Linked DNA regions of Sus scrofa: regions 1, 2 and 3 are each linked to region 4. The links are chromatin contacts, called in public Hi-C, HiChIP or PLAC-seq and promoter capture Hi-C maps. All regions are on one chromosome and are shown on one strand. Each heading gives the region's core, a stretch centred on a gene start, on an enhancer-like site or on the middle of the called end of the contact. The rest is flanking DNA. Distances are from core to core; before and after follow the strand shown.

The links. Promoter capture Hi-C pulls out the DNA fragments that hold promoters and counts their contacts. Hi-C and Micro-C count contacts between places; a contact is called where the count stands out from the background. HiChIP or PLAC-seq counts read pairs in DNA pulled down with a chosen protein or histone mark.
Region 1: a contact with region 4 is called in a Hi-C map of liver, with 4 times the contacts expected there. The contact joins the promoter of SERPIND1 here to the promoter of SNAP29 in region 4. A contact is called at or near these places in 1 of 5 promoter capture datasets (liver) and 3 of 47 Hi-C or Micro-C datasets (liver and skeletal muscle).
Region 2: an H3K27ac HiChIP or PLAC-seq map of alveolar macrophages shows a contact between it and region 4. The contact joins the promoter of THAP7 here to the promoter of SNAP29 in region 4. A contact is called at or near these places in 2 of 5 promoter capture datasets (fetal liver and liver), 4 of 47 Hi-C or Micro-C datasets (alveolar macrophages, liver and skeletal muscle) and 1 of 2 datasets of contacts at active chromatin or transcription factors (alveolar macrophages).
Region 3: a contact with region 4 is called in a promoter capture Hi-C map of liver, with 2.8 times the contacts expected there. The contact joins the promoter of LZTR1 here to the promoter of SNAP29 in region 4. A contact is called at or near these places in 2 of 5 promoter capture datasets (fetal skeletal muscle and liver), 3 of 47 Hi-C or Micro-C datasets (alveolar macrophages, liver and retroperitoneal adipose tissue) and 1 of 2 datasets of contacts at active chromatin or transcription factors (alveolar macrophages).

Annotation. Positions count from the first base shown.
Region 1 is chr14:50,425,314-50,428,712 of Sscrofa11.1, reverse strand. SERPIND1 (heparin cofactor 2) reads right to left here and starts at 1,592. Exons shown (of 5, transcript XM_001929566.5): 1 at 1,504-1,592. The region is part of intron 19 of PI4KA (phosphatidylinositol 4-kinase alpha); the gene reads left to right.
Region 2 is chr14:50,592,104-50,595,402 of Sscrofa11.1, reverse strand. THAP7 (THAP domain-containing protein 7) reads left to right here and starts at 1,625. Exons shown (of 4, transcript XM_013983196.2): 1 at 1,625-1,842; 2 at 2,015-2,094; 3 at 2,416-2,571. The coding sequence starts at 1,630. It overlaps LOC100510930 (tubulin alpha-3 chain), which reads left to right. Exons shown (of 5, transcript XM_003133000.5): 5 at 912-1,288. The coding sequence ends at 1,208.
Region 3 is chr14:50,574,320-50,577,664 of Sscrofa11.1, reverse strand. LZTR1 (leucine-zipper-like transcriptional regulator 1) reads right to left here and starts at 1,252. Exons shown (of 21, transcript XM_003132997.4): 1 at 323-1,252. The coding sequence starts at 957. It overlaps AIFM3 (apoptosis-inducing factor 3), which reads right to left. Exons shown (of 20, transcript XM_021074038.1): 18 at 3,154-3,229; 19 at 2,569-2,673; 20 at 1,392-1,738. The coding sequence ends at 1,699.
Region 4 is chr14:50,490,608-50,493,708 of Sscrofa11.1, reverse strand. It overlaps SNAP29 (synaptosomal-associated protein 29), which reads right to left and starts at 1,522. Exons shown (of 5, transcript XM_003132993.4): 1 at 1,143-1,522. The coding sequence starts at 1,379. It overlaps PI4KA (phosphatidylinositol 4-kinase alpha), which reads left to right and starts at 1,726. Exons shown (of 55, transcript XM_001929569.6): 1 at 1,726-1,924. The coding sequence starts at 1,775.

The sequences.
Region 1 (3,399 bases), core at 343-2,842, 65 kb after region 4:
GGTTTTAAAAAACCCAGCTGGGGAGTTCCGGTTGTGGCTCAGCGGAAACGAATCTGACTAGCCTCCATGAGGACAAGGGCTTGATCCCTGGCCTCGCTCAGTGGGTTAAGGATCCGGCGTTGCCGTGAGCTATGGTATAGGTCTCAGACGTGGCTTGGATCTGGCTTTGCTGTGGCTCTGGTGTAGGCCAGCAGCTACAGCTCTGATTCAACCCCTAGCCTGGGAACCTCCATGTGCCACAGGTGTGGCCCTAAAAAGCAAAAAAAAAAAAAAAAAAAAAAAAGTGGAATAAATAAGAGTTAAGAAAAAGGAATCTGAGACCGAATAGGGAGGCAGAGGTGAAAACAGTCATATTTTCCCCCATATTCAGATAGTACATGTGGAAGCTTCTTGTACCCTGTTTCTGGCTAAGGTGATGAAAAGCCCAAAATAGGTTTCATTGTTTCATTATTCTCTCATATTTTCTGTGGATAAAAATTAGAAATCAGAAAAGTAAATCTTTTTGTTGCTTTGCCGGTTAGTATAATAAATAGGATACTTTTTTTTTTTTTTTTGTAGTTTTGCTCTTTTTCTTTTTCTTTTTTTTCTTTTTTTGTCTTTTTTTGTCTTTTTGCTATTTCTTTGGGCCACTCCGCGGCATATGGAGGTTCCCAGGCTAGAGGTCTAATCGGAACTGTAGCCACCGGCCTACGCCAGAGCCACAGCAACGCAGGATCCAAACCGTGTCTGCAACCTACACCACAGCTCACGGCAACGCCAGATCATTAACCCACTGAGCAAGGGCAGGGACCGAACCCGCAACCTCATGGTTCCTAGTCAGATTCATTAACCATTGAGCCACGACGGGAACTCCAACAAATAGGATACTTTAAAATTATCACTAGCTTGTGTTTAAATCCAGATTACTGTCTTTGCAGAGAAGCAATCTTTTTTAAAGGTAGATCATTCAAAAAATTGTTTTTCTGGTCATTTCCTGTAGTGCCTTCTCATGCTAGTTGCGTGGAGTGGGGTGGACATCTTAGTCCCACCTCAGAGCGTTTGCCCAGCCATCCACACCTCCGGGCACAGAGCAGGTATAACAGAAGGAGCTGCCTGGGGTTGTGAACACTTTTTATGAAATAACTGCAGATTCACAGGAGAGTTGAAAGCACAGCTTACAGAACAGCCCTGTATCTTTCTGCAGACTCACCAGGTCTCTGTACACACATATGTATATGTGCCTATGTGACACGCACACATTATTTTTCTGAACCATATGAGATGACCCAGAACCCAGATATCCTCCCACTTCACCTGCTTCCCAACTTGCCACTCTAACTAGTGCAGTCCCCTCTTCCAGCCTGTCAGCTCCCCACTGGGCAGATGGAAAACAAGACATTTCCCCACAAAGATAGTGCAGAGAGCATTTGAATGTGTGTATGATGGAGAAACACACCAGTTGCCCATCTCTAACTACCACAAATAAGAATCCGTATTCGACAAAAAATGTTAGAAAACACTCACCTCTGTGCTGCTGAGAAGGGGCTTTGCAGGGACAGAATCGGCCAAGGCCACCAGTGTGAACTTTGGTGCTGGGCTGCTCTTGCATTTTCCAAAGTAAATACGTCCCAGATCAAACAGAGCTCGATCAGCTTCGTCAGCACAAAGCCCTCTCTTCGCCTTTGGGCACCGCTGGGTGACTTGCGGAGGCGTGACCATCTTTGTGGATGCACTCATGGGGCAGCCAGGACATTTCAGCTCTGGGCTGGGTTGCATTGGGGTGGCAGCTCTAATGCTCCCATGCAAGTGGAGACCACTCAGGGTCCCTTGAACCACAAGTTCTTCCTCTAAGCAATCACAGCTCTCGACTTGGAACCTGGCAGATGTCCCCAGCCTCCCATGAGCCCGGCCCTTCAGAGACAGTGGAGGGGAAGTTGCGGTAGAGACCCTGGCCCAGGCCTGCCTGCAGTCAAGGGTCGTTGCATCTCTGTTGGGATGTGCCGCCTAGCTCTCCTGTCTGTCATGTAGTCCTAGGGTCCACTTAGGTATTCCCAGGGGCCAGGGATTGTTTTATTTTTAGTTTGTGTTTTTAAATTGGTGATTTAAACGCTGCTGTAAGAATATTCTGGATGGTCAGAGTTCCTGTTGGGGTGCAGCGGAAATAAATCTGACTAGTAACCATGAGGTTGCAGGTTCAAACCCTGGCCTCACTCAGTGGGTCAAGTATCAGGTGTTGCCATGAGGTGTGGTGTAGGATATTGCGTGGCTGTGGTGTAGGCCAGCAGCTATAGCTCTGATTCAACCCCTAGCCTGGGAACCTCCATACTATGAGTTGAGCCCTAAAAAGTACAAAAAAAAATACATATATCCTGGATTGTCAAGAAGACCCCGTGTCACAGAGTTGCTCCCCACTTCTGTCCCTGAGAGTTTGGCATGTTGTCCCTAGATACCTTCTAATATGACAGGGAGGAGTTCGCTTTGTGGCATAGTCAGTTAAGAATCTGACTGCAGGAGTTCCCGTCGTGGCGCAGTGGTTAACGAATCCAACTAGGAACCATGAGGTTGCGGGTTCAACCCCTGGCCTTGCTCAGTGGGTTAAGGATCCGGTGTTGCTGTGAGCTGTGGTATAGGTTGCAGACGCGGCTTGGATACCCTGTTGCTGTGGCTCTGGCGTAGGCCGGCGGCTACAACTCTGATTCGACCCCTAGCCTGGAAACCGCCATATGCTGAGGGAGCGGCCCAAGAAATGGCAAAAAGACAAAAAGAATCCGACTGCAGTGGCTCAAGTTGCTATGGAGGTGCAGGTTCAATCCCTGGCCGGGGAACTTCTGTATGGCATGGGGAAAAAAAAACAAAATAAAATGAGAGTAGGACTCTGGGGGTCTGCAGGGGGGGCAAGGGGTCTGGAGGATTCTGGTGGGTCAAGGGCAGTTGTGTTCAGGACATGGAAAGTGTGGTTATTTGGGGCTGCTCAGAGGCACTCGGCCTGCATTGCTATCCACTCCTGGCTGGCCAGTGTCCATCTGCCCTGCTGCCCTCCTCCCTGCATGGCGGGCCCGGGCACTGGCCAAGGAGTAGCTTTCTTCAGGCCCACACTCTCCCTCTCGCCCCGGAATGAGGGCGGTGGTCAAACCCGCTATGGAAGGTAGCTGTGAAGATTGACATGACCGTGGATACTAGTTGGGTTCTTAACCCACTGAGCCACAATGGGAACTCCATTGTTTCCTAGATTTCTGTATTGGATATGCATCCAGATTTCTGATCCTATCACCCACTGTTGAAAACACTGAGTTTCACTCCTTGGTAACACTCCTGGCATGTTTGGATCTGACACCTGTCAAAAGTGTGTGGTTTTGGTCTTCCTCTAAAGCTGTACCTTCTGTCACACACAAGTCAGTGTTTTCTCTCCACTTCAAAGGT
Region 2 (3,299 bases), core at 376-2,875, 100 kb before region 4:
GTTATTTCATTATAAAAAGGCAAGTATGGTGCAAAATATTAAAATGGTCCAAAAAGCTGGTGAAAAGCTGAAGTCCTCTTCCCTTTCAGAGCTTTGTCCTTCAAGAGATACTCTGTGCGTATTCACATCATGCTTCTTGGTAGTGATCTTGACAGCAAGAGGCCAGCAACACAGGCAAAGAAAATACACTCTTTTCATGTAGGTGACAGACTTGACTCATCGCACACAGGTAGCCAAAGGGAAAAGCAAGGTGGCAGCCATCCTGTTTGGAAGGGCTGGCCAGCCTGGTCTTAGAGCTGGGGGGTAGGGGGCACCCCTTGATCAGATCAGAACCCCCTGTACATGCCCCCTGCTCCCAGTTCCTCTGGAGAAGAGCTGCGTCAAGCTGGTGCTGGCTGCCAGCTGCTCCTTAGGTCAGGGCCAGCCATCTGTCCGCACTCTACCAGTTGTTTGTCCTCCAGCATGGTATCTCCCAGCTTTGGTTGTTACTCTGTAAGTATTTTGAAGTATAAACACTCAGGTAGAATTCAACTTGCTCTGCTTTCTACCAAGTATACAATACACCTTGGACATATTTACAGGCCAGGGCAGGTTCTTCATTCCTTTTCATCATGGTACCGTGTTTTACTGTAGAGATGTGTGATAACTTGTTCCCCAGGAAGGACATGTTTCCAGTTTTGCCATTTCAAACAGTACCCTAAACTAAATACATAAAAATCTCTATACATGTAGCTTTTGCTCTTATGTGGGTAAATCCAAAACGTGACAGTATTGGGTCAAAGAATATTAAATGTTGTCAGATACTGCCAAAAAAGAAAGTACCAATTCCCATGGGGCCTTGTTTTAAAAAACAAGGTACCATTTTTCACGCCACAGTATAAACGTCTCCATCTGTTCCCCTTCTCTGGCAGGTGGGCATCAACTACCAGCCCCCCACGGTGGTCCCAGGGGGAGACCTGGCCAAGGTGCAGCGGGCCGTGTGCATGCTGAGCAACACCACGGCCATCGCCGAGGCCTGGGCCCGCCTGGACCACAAGTTCGACCTCATGTACGCCAAGCGTGCCTTCGTGCACTGGTACGTGGGGGAAGGCATGGAGGAGGGCGAGTTCTCGGAGGCCCGGGAGGACCTGGCGGCTCTGGAGAAAGATTACGAAGAGGTGGGCGTGGACTCGGTGGAAGCGGAGGCCGAGGAGGGGGAGGAGTACTGAGCGGGAGGGCGAGGCGGCCCCCCTTCACCCTGCTCTGTAACGTTCCAGATGTGTTTACCTATTAAAGTTTCTGTATTGAGTGTCGTCTGCTCCTGTGTTGCTCTTCGGCCAAGTTCCCCGACCAGATACTTGCCTTTTCCGAGCGAATTCCTAGGGAAAAATCATGTTTCCTCCCAAAGAGAAAAAATGAGGCACCTCAGTTGCTGTATTACTTCCAGAATAAGAGTATAAGGCCAGTGGGGAAATCGGGGAAAATGTTTTAAGTTTAAACACTCCGGATCCTTCGCGCCCTTCCTCCGGGACCGGAAGCGGTCCGGGTCACAGTCGCGGGACCACAGCGTTCACCCTCCTCGCCCCGTCCTCTGGAGGAGCTGCCCCAGAGCCTCCCTCCCGTCCACAAGGGGCACCTCTCATCAGAGGCATGCGTGCCCGCCCAGCCAGGGCTCCGCATCGCACGACCAGCCCGTTCTTGTCAGAGTCGTTTCGGTCCTGCGCGCGGCGCCCCGCAGGCCGACCACTTCCGGGGCCCGCTCCGCCCCTCAGCGAGCGCCGCGCGCTTCCGGGTCTCTATGGTACCGACTTCCGCCGCGAGCCACATCTCGCGAGACTTCGGCGGCGCAGCAATGGCGAGACCGTAAGTGCCGCTGACGGGAGACGGGAGAGTGGGTTGGGAAGGGCCTCTGACGAGATCGGGCCGGTGTGGACGCGCCAGGACGGGGCCGCCTGGAGCAGGGTGGCGGCTAGGGGCGCGAGGCTTGTCCGGGCCCAGATAGCAGCCCGCAACCGAGTTCCTGCCTCTTCTCCAGATGCCGCGTCACTGCTCCGCCGCCGGCTGCTGCACGCGGGACACGCGAGAGACGCGCAACCGCGGCATCTCCTTCCACAGGTCAGCGCGCGTGCGCGCTGGCGCCGAAAGGGTCACGTGTTCATTAGTCTGTCCTGCCCACCTGAGGAGCCTTCACTGCGCACGCGCTTCGGCGGGTCCGGCGAGGCTTGAGTTAGAGGCTGATGGTGGGCGGAGCTGCGGTGGAGAGGGAACTAGCTGCTGTCAGAGGCACCCTGGTGCAGAGCCAGTCGCTTTACGTTTTGAGGCCTCAGCTTCCTAGTCTGTGTGCCCACAGGGTCCGGGGGCAGCATGAGTCAGGCCGGCCCTTCCCATCCGGTGTGTCGCCGGCGGCCCAGCTCTGACAGGCTTGTTGCCCTACAGGCTTCCCAAGAAGGACAACCCGAGGCGAGGCTTGTGGCTGGCCAACTGCCAGCGGCTGGACCCCAGCGGCCAGGGCTTGTGGGACCCAGCATCCGAGTACATCTACTTCTGCTCCAAACACTTCGAGGAGAACTGCTTTGAACTGGTGGGAATCAGGTGAGCCTCCTGCTGACACCAGGGCAGGCCGCCCTGGTTCTTCCCAGCTCAGAATCTCAATTTCCTCTCCGGACGGAAGCAGTTAGAGACACACACACCCCGGGTATCACTGTGCCAGAGGGTGCTCCTGGAGCCCAGGCACGCCAGCAAAGGCACAAACATAGCCGCTCCTTTCAGGGGGTCAGCCCAGTTCTGGTGGGGCCTTTCCAGTCACCTTAATTCTCAGGAGGCTCTCATGGAGGAGATGGGGTACCTCTTAACTTGGCATCCCCCAAACTAGCTGTTTGCAGTGTGCCTCCCACCTGCCCCAGTGCTAGCCCAGGATCCTGTTCAGGGGCTGGGGGGCTGCAGGCTCCGCACCCTGCAGGTCAGCCTGGGGTGCAGGCCCTCTTCTCTACTTCAGACTGCTTTCCCCTACAGTGGGTACCACAGGCTGAAGGAGGGAGCAGTCCCCACAATATTTGAGTCTTTCTCCAAGTTGCGCCGAACAGCCAAGACCAAGGGGCACAGTTACCCACCCGGCCCCCCTGATGTCAGCCGGCTTCGGCGATGCAGGAAGCGGTAAGCGCTGCGCTGGGGGATGTCCCACTTCACGTCTGAGGGACTGGGCTTTCGGATGGAGCCTTGCTGGACAGGGCTCTGAGCCTATGGTTCAGGGATGGGGGTTAGGTGGGCTGGTGAAATGAGGTCACTGAGCCCTGAGCCTGGCCTGTCCCTTGCTCTGTCTC
Region 3 (3,345 bases), core at 3-2,502, 84 kb before region 4:
GCCAAGATCGATGGAGACCCCAATATTCCAGCAGTATTCTAAAGGACTCTGCATGTGGGGACTCCTGACACTCCCAACCCACTGCAGAGCACCTGGAACCCCATCTGGAGACCCACAGACACAATGTAACTCTAATACTCTGCCCTGGGCCACCCCACTCGGAGACTCCCTCGGGAGCCCCTCCCTTGCCCTGGACACGGACCTGGACCCACCTCACCCAACACACACCAGGTCTCGCCCCAGGAAACCACAGCCCAGCCTGGCCCAGGGGCCTGCCTGGGACCTCCTCAGACACCCCCCAGGACCCCCGCGCCCCGCCTACCGGGCCCCCACGAACTCGTCGCAGGGCGGGAGGCGCCGCCAACGATGCACTGTCTCAAAGGGCCCGAAGTTGAGCGTCAGGTACTCGACACTGTCCGAGCAGCTGTGGTCAAAGTCCACACTCGGGGCCACTTTGGACCGAGCTCCACCGGCCAGGGCCCCGGCCCCGATCGGGGCCCCCGAGCCACCGGGCCCAGCCATGCCGGGTCCACGCCCGATGGGCCACCGGGTCCGCTGGACGTGAGGCCACCGCCCCGGGCTGCTTCGAGAGACTACATTTCCCGGCGAGCCTTGGGCCGACGTCGCCGCACTGCCGGCCGCCCGCTTTTCCGGGAGAGCCTCACCGACCCAGTGGCTTGGCAGGCCGGATTGTGCGGCGAGCGCATAGACTTCCGGGAAGAGCTTCCCGCGGAGGTCGGGCGTGCGGTTCCCCCTCCAGCGAGCGCGGCGCCCTGGCCACAACCCCTCCCGGCCCGCACTTCCCCGGCGCGGCTCCCAGCATGCCCTGTGCGCATGGCTCGGTTTCGATCGTCCGCCGCGCCCGGGATCCCGGACGGAGGGTTCCGGGCTCGCAGTGGCCTCCGCGGGCCGCCCCACCATCCCCTTCTTGCTCTGTCCCTGGCCCGGCCCCCGCATCTCCCCATGGCGTTCTTTTTGGCTGGGAGACTGCGTGCACAGAGGCTCTGGATTCTCGGTCCTACTCTGGCAGAGCTTCAGCTGCTTCACCTACGAAATGGGCATTCAGGAAGCTCAGGCTGGGTCCGTCTCCGGACTCATTGCTCGAACCTTAATGGGCAAACACCCCCAACTGCTAAGCGCGAGTTCCCACTGTCCTCTGAAGAAGCATTCCCTGTCTCGGGCTTTATGCATGTGCTTTCCCTCTGCTTGGAGTGCCATTTCTTCAAAATCCAGATCCAAGACATGGGGCAGAATCAGTTGCTATCTCCTCTGGGCCAAAATTCCTTGGTGAAACACTGGGTGTTCTGTGGTCTCTGGTCATGCCTGTCTCCCCATCATCTGCTTTCTCCCTTGGGGGAGTTTGCCCAATTACAGTGGAAGTCACACAGATCTGCAAATGTGTGTGTTTTAATGTTAAGATACTGTCTAACATGTCACAGGGTCCTACAGGGAACCAGTCCCAGTAGAGGGATAGGAGGGCAGGCCTATCAATGCCACTGGATGCCTTGGGTGGTGAGCTTCTCCTGGAGGCCACTGGGGCCTCTCTGGAGGGGAACCAGGCAGCTGAAGCCAAACACTGGGAGGGCTCAGGTTCTGCCCTGGAGGATCCTGGGGAACTGGAGGTTGGCACTTGCCCCCCTGGCTTGGCCTCTGTCCCTGGGACCCCAGCATGCCTGCCCGAGTCCGCTGCATGCAAGTTCAGGATCCTTTCCCTGTGAGCCAGGACATGTCGCCGGTCCTGCAGGAATGAGGGAGGAGGAGTGAGAGCAGGAGGGAGCAGGCTCCCCACGGGGCACCGTGAGCAGCTGGACCTTGAAGACAGAAGAGGGCTGTGCAAGGCCCTGGCACCCAGCAGGGGTGTGTACTTGGGCAGGTGGGGAAGGCTCAGAGGGAAGAGGGGATGTACGTACTTGCTGTGCAGCAGAAACAGTCTTTGCGAAGGCAAGAGGGAAAGACAGAGAAGGCTGGGGAGACATCATGTCATTCACCATGTCCCCACTTGGTTCTCCATGTTTCCAGCCTGAGCCTCCTCCCCTGACCCCATCTCATGGCCTCCAGGGCTTCCTCAGTCCTGGGGGTTCTCTATAGGCGGGTGGAGTCCACAGGGTGACTCCCATTGGCACCATGCCCAGATGAGAGTAATGACTGGTGTCCAGTGGCTCACTGGACAGACCCTGAACAACCATCCCCCACCTCTGTGCAGGGTGCCCCAGAAGCAACACAAGCCACATCCTGCTGCCCTATAATTGAGTTCAGCCATGTTCAATGGGGTGTCCCGGCCCCAGTGACTGCCCAAGCAGTGAGTCTTGACCCATCCACACAGCACTGGCTTTGCCCTTGGACACGGCCTCTTTCCCTTCTATCCCCCAAGAGCACAAATAACCAGCCCACTCCCAAACCATAAGCCTTGCCCCACACCAGGCCATCGTTCTGGGAGCCTGAGACTGATTGAGACTGAGGTGGCCAAGTGGAGAGGGGGAGGACCCTCGAGGGCTGTGGAGGGAGCTTGAGCCAGCACCTCAGGGGACTTTTTCCCCTTTCCCCAAGATCCCCAGAGCCCACACTCACTCCACCTCCCGTTTCCGGATGCTGCGGCCAGAGGCCAGCACCTCAGCCACCTTAGACACGATGGGATCGTAGTTCATGCTGGCCACGGAGATCACTTCGTCGCCTCTGCAGGGAGAGGTAGTAGCCAAGCCTGAGGACAGCCCAGTGGCAGCCCCTGTCCTTGGAGACCTGAGTCCACCTGAGGCCCAGCGAGGCTCTCACTCAGGGCGGCAGGAATGTCCTGGGCACCCAGCACCCCCTTGGCCTAGCACGGCTTCTGCTCCACAGGACCCTGCGGAAGCTCCAGCCTTCCTGCCCAGTGGGGCTCAGGGCTGGGACCAATGTCACTTTCCTTGGTGTAAAATGGGGGTGTCACACTCATATCAAAGAGTGTGAAGTGTCCACCTCAGTGCCGGGCAGCTGGACTTTCTGTGGCCCCACGACCTCCCCTTTCCTGGCTGTCTCCTGCCTGGCTGCCACCCTTTGCCACTTGGCCCACCGTGCAGGGAAGCCCTGTCCTCTAGAACACAGCTTCTCTGGGACTGAGCCTTCTTCCTGACTGAATATCTGATGCTTCCTGCCCCTGCTCTACCCCATTGCTCTCACTTGGTGTAAAAAGCCACGAACTTCAGCTCATGCAGGTCCCCCTGGATGACGACGTCGTCGAAGCCTTCTCCATACCCTGCAAGCCGGGCAGAGGGAACAGGTCTTCACGGAGTCCTCGCCCAGTGCCCTTCTAACTCAGCCCTGGCCCCTCAGGCTCCGCCCCCTTGGTCTTTTTAGAGGGCCCTGGCCAAG
Region 4 (3,101 bases), core at 273-2,772:
GCCAAATTCCAGTGTAACCTCTGCCACCATCTTCTACTGTATATCATTTTGATTTCCTACTTCATTTGTTTTCAGTTGCCAAATATGTCTTTTCAAGCAGTTCTTAGTTGGCTTCCTTGAGCTGGGGATCCTTAAGTGACCCACTCCTCTCAGGGCCCTAAGGCCTCAGGCATTCCTCCCAAATCTAAGTCGATACCTTCCACTGAGACTCGAATATAGGAACCAGTAGACATACGCTAAACTTCCTTGATGAGGCTGAAGACAGGCAGGTATGACAATGAGGGAGCCAGTAACTGGGAGAAGTGGGGAAGGGAAATAAGCCAAGCAAGTGGCTATGGGAGAATGATGCGATATACCTCAAAACTGTAAGTAACCAGGTCAGTAACTTTGCAGAGAAAAGAGTTAATGAAAAGACCCATGGGGTGAGACAAAGCTTTAGCTTCCAGAGCTACAAGTGCTTAAGATGAATCATTCCTAGCTGATATTGCTGTAACATGCTATTAAATTTTTAAAAACTTTAAAAAGGTCCAACTCTGAAATCGTCTATGAATGGAAAGAGGAACTGACAAAGATGAAACGGAGCAACAGATCATCACAGACCACACAGTGTCAGTCTCAGACACCTTCGTTTGTATTGGGAAGGGAAGGGAAGGGCTCCCCACTCTACTGGGCTCTGGCTCACTCAGCAGTCGTCCAGGCGGAGAACTCAACACACCTCAAGGCGAGGTGGAAAAGCCATCAGTTTCGGGGAAGAACTCAAGGCCCATTTCCTCGGATGCTTTCAGACACTAGCAGTCACAGTCCTTGCTAGGTCACTCTGGCAGGATTCAGCCTGGATGCTGCCCAGGAAATCGTGTAAGAGAAACACATTCTCCACTTCCCTAATCGGGTCTGCTATTCAGAACCTTTACTCGCCTAGATAGGCCAGGGCATGGAGATTGCCTGTGTACTAGAAGTAGAAAAAAAAGAAACTAGGCGACTAAGAGTTCAGCGAGGTTGCCGGAAGCAAACCGCCCCTTTCGAGTACTTTAGACTTTTCTTTACCGGGCTGACAGATCGTACCAACCTTCCAGCCGCTAAAGCGCTAGGACCCTTCCCAGCCCACTGGGCGACCCCAATAACACAGGGGACCGCGGACTCACCTCAGAAGAGGCGACTCCTATCCTCTCGGACTCGTACATGAGGGACAGGGACCTTCCCGTGCTGGCGACCGTGGCCTCGGCCCGGCGCAGCACCTCCTGCCGCAGGGCCTGCTGCCGGTCAGCGGGCGACTCGGGCCCGTCCGTGAGGTTGCGGGCATCAGTCCACGGCGCTGGCCGGGCGCCCTCGTCCTCCGCGTCATCATCGAACGGGTTATAGCTTCTGGGGTAGGCCGACATGGCGGCGGTGCTTGGCCCGCGGTGGGCCGGAGGAAGGGGGCGCGGCCGAGGTGAGGGGGGGCACTGGGGGCCGCGGGCTAGCCAAGGCCCCAGAGAAGCGTCGGTTCGCTTGCTGCCAGCACAGCGCGAGTTCTTTCCGCCTGCAGTGCGTAGAGGCCCCGCCTCCGGAGTCGACCATCGGGTCCCGCCACGGGGGGAAACCACGCCTCGCGCGCGGCACAGCGGCCGCCCTGCCCCCAACCCCCGCGGGCAGTGGAGCAGCCCGCGGCCACGCCCCACCGGTGTCAGCGAGGTCACGTGGTGGGGCGGCCGGATGAGGCCGCACCTGCGCTGTGGGCTCTGGCGCTCGCGGGCCGGTTGCGGAAAGCCGGCGGGTGGCGCCGCGGTGCGCGACGATGGCGGCGGCCGCGGCCCGGGGAAGCGGCGGCGGCGGCGCCGGCCCCGGCTCAGCCTCCGGCGCCGGCGCGTCGCGGGGCTTCTATTTCAACACAGTCCTGTCGCTGGCCCGCTCCTTGGCGGTGCAGAGGCCGGCTTCCTTGGAGAAGGTAGTTTGGCGGCCCAGTGCGGGCTGACAGGAGGAGGGGGCCGGGGCGCTGGAGGCGCGGCTGGGGTCTGCAGAGGCCGAGGTGGGCCTCGGCTGCCGGGGGCGCGAGGAGCTCGTGAAGGAGGCCGGTGCGGCAGGGGGCCGGCGGGCGTGTGGCGGGCGGGTGGTTGTGAGCTCCCGGCGGGCTAGGCCGGGGCCGCCTAGTGACACCGCTAGGCGGAGGCGGCGGGGGCCGTGGTCGAACCTGGGGTGGCCCCCGCTCGCCCTGCCTTTTTTTGGTGACTTTGGGCGCTGCCTTCCTCGGGGAAGGGGTGCTTGTAAGCGCTTTGTCCTTGGAGGTGAAGGGCGGTGGGGTAGTGTCGGGGAGCGCTTTCTGAAACGCAGGTCTGCTGCGCACTGTTTTCTTGCGAGATTAGAGGGGTCTTCAGACCGGGGAAGCGGGTGTTTGAAGAAAAAAGAACTCACCCCGGAGCGTTCCTTATCTTGGAGAGGGGGAGAGGCAGCCCCACGGATGCCTGGGATGGGGGGAAACAGCTTTTAGTTTGAGAAGGTACCTGCACTGTCGCTGTATGTCGTCTTGAACAAGTTACTTCAACCCTCGGAGCCTCTGTTTCCTTATCTGTGAAATGAAGTCGTTCTTGAGTTCTAGCATAACATGCCTGACAAAGAGTTGGACAGTAAAGGGCAGCTCCCCCATGCCACGTGTGTGTGATGAGACTCGATGCAATGTGTTAGCATTGAAGGGATGGGATGATTCTGCACAGCCTCCTGGCACATGGAAAGATTGTTGTCTGACAGTTGGGAGTGGCTCTGGTGCCCGGTGAAATCGTTTTAGGCACTTTAGCAGGCTGACCTAGGCCTTCCTTGGCTTTGTAGGTTCTCAAACTTGGAGGGTGAGCAGGGCCTGGAGACTGATGCCTACCTGACTTCTAATCAGAGGGCAAGTGCAATGGAAGGGAAAGAATACTGGTTGTAGAGATAGGATCACCTGAGTTTAAACCCTGTTTTTTGTTTTGTTTTGTTTTTGCTTTTTAGGGCCGCTTGTGCAGCATATGTAGGTTCCCAGGCTAGGGGTGGAATCAGAGCTGTAGCTGTTGGCCTATACCACAGCCACAGCAACGTAGGATCCAAGCTGTGTCTGTGACCTCCACCACAGGTCATGGCAATGGCGGATCCTT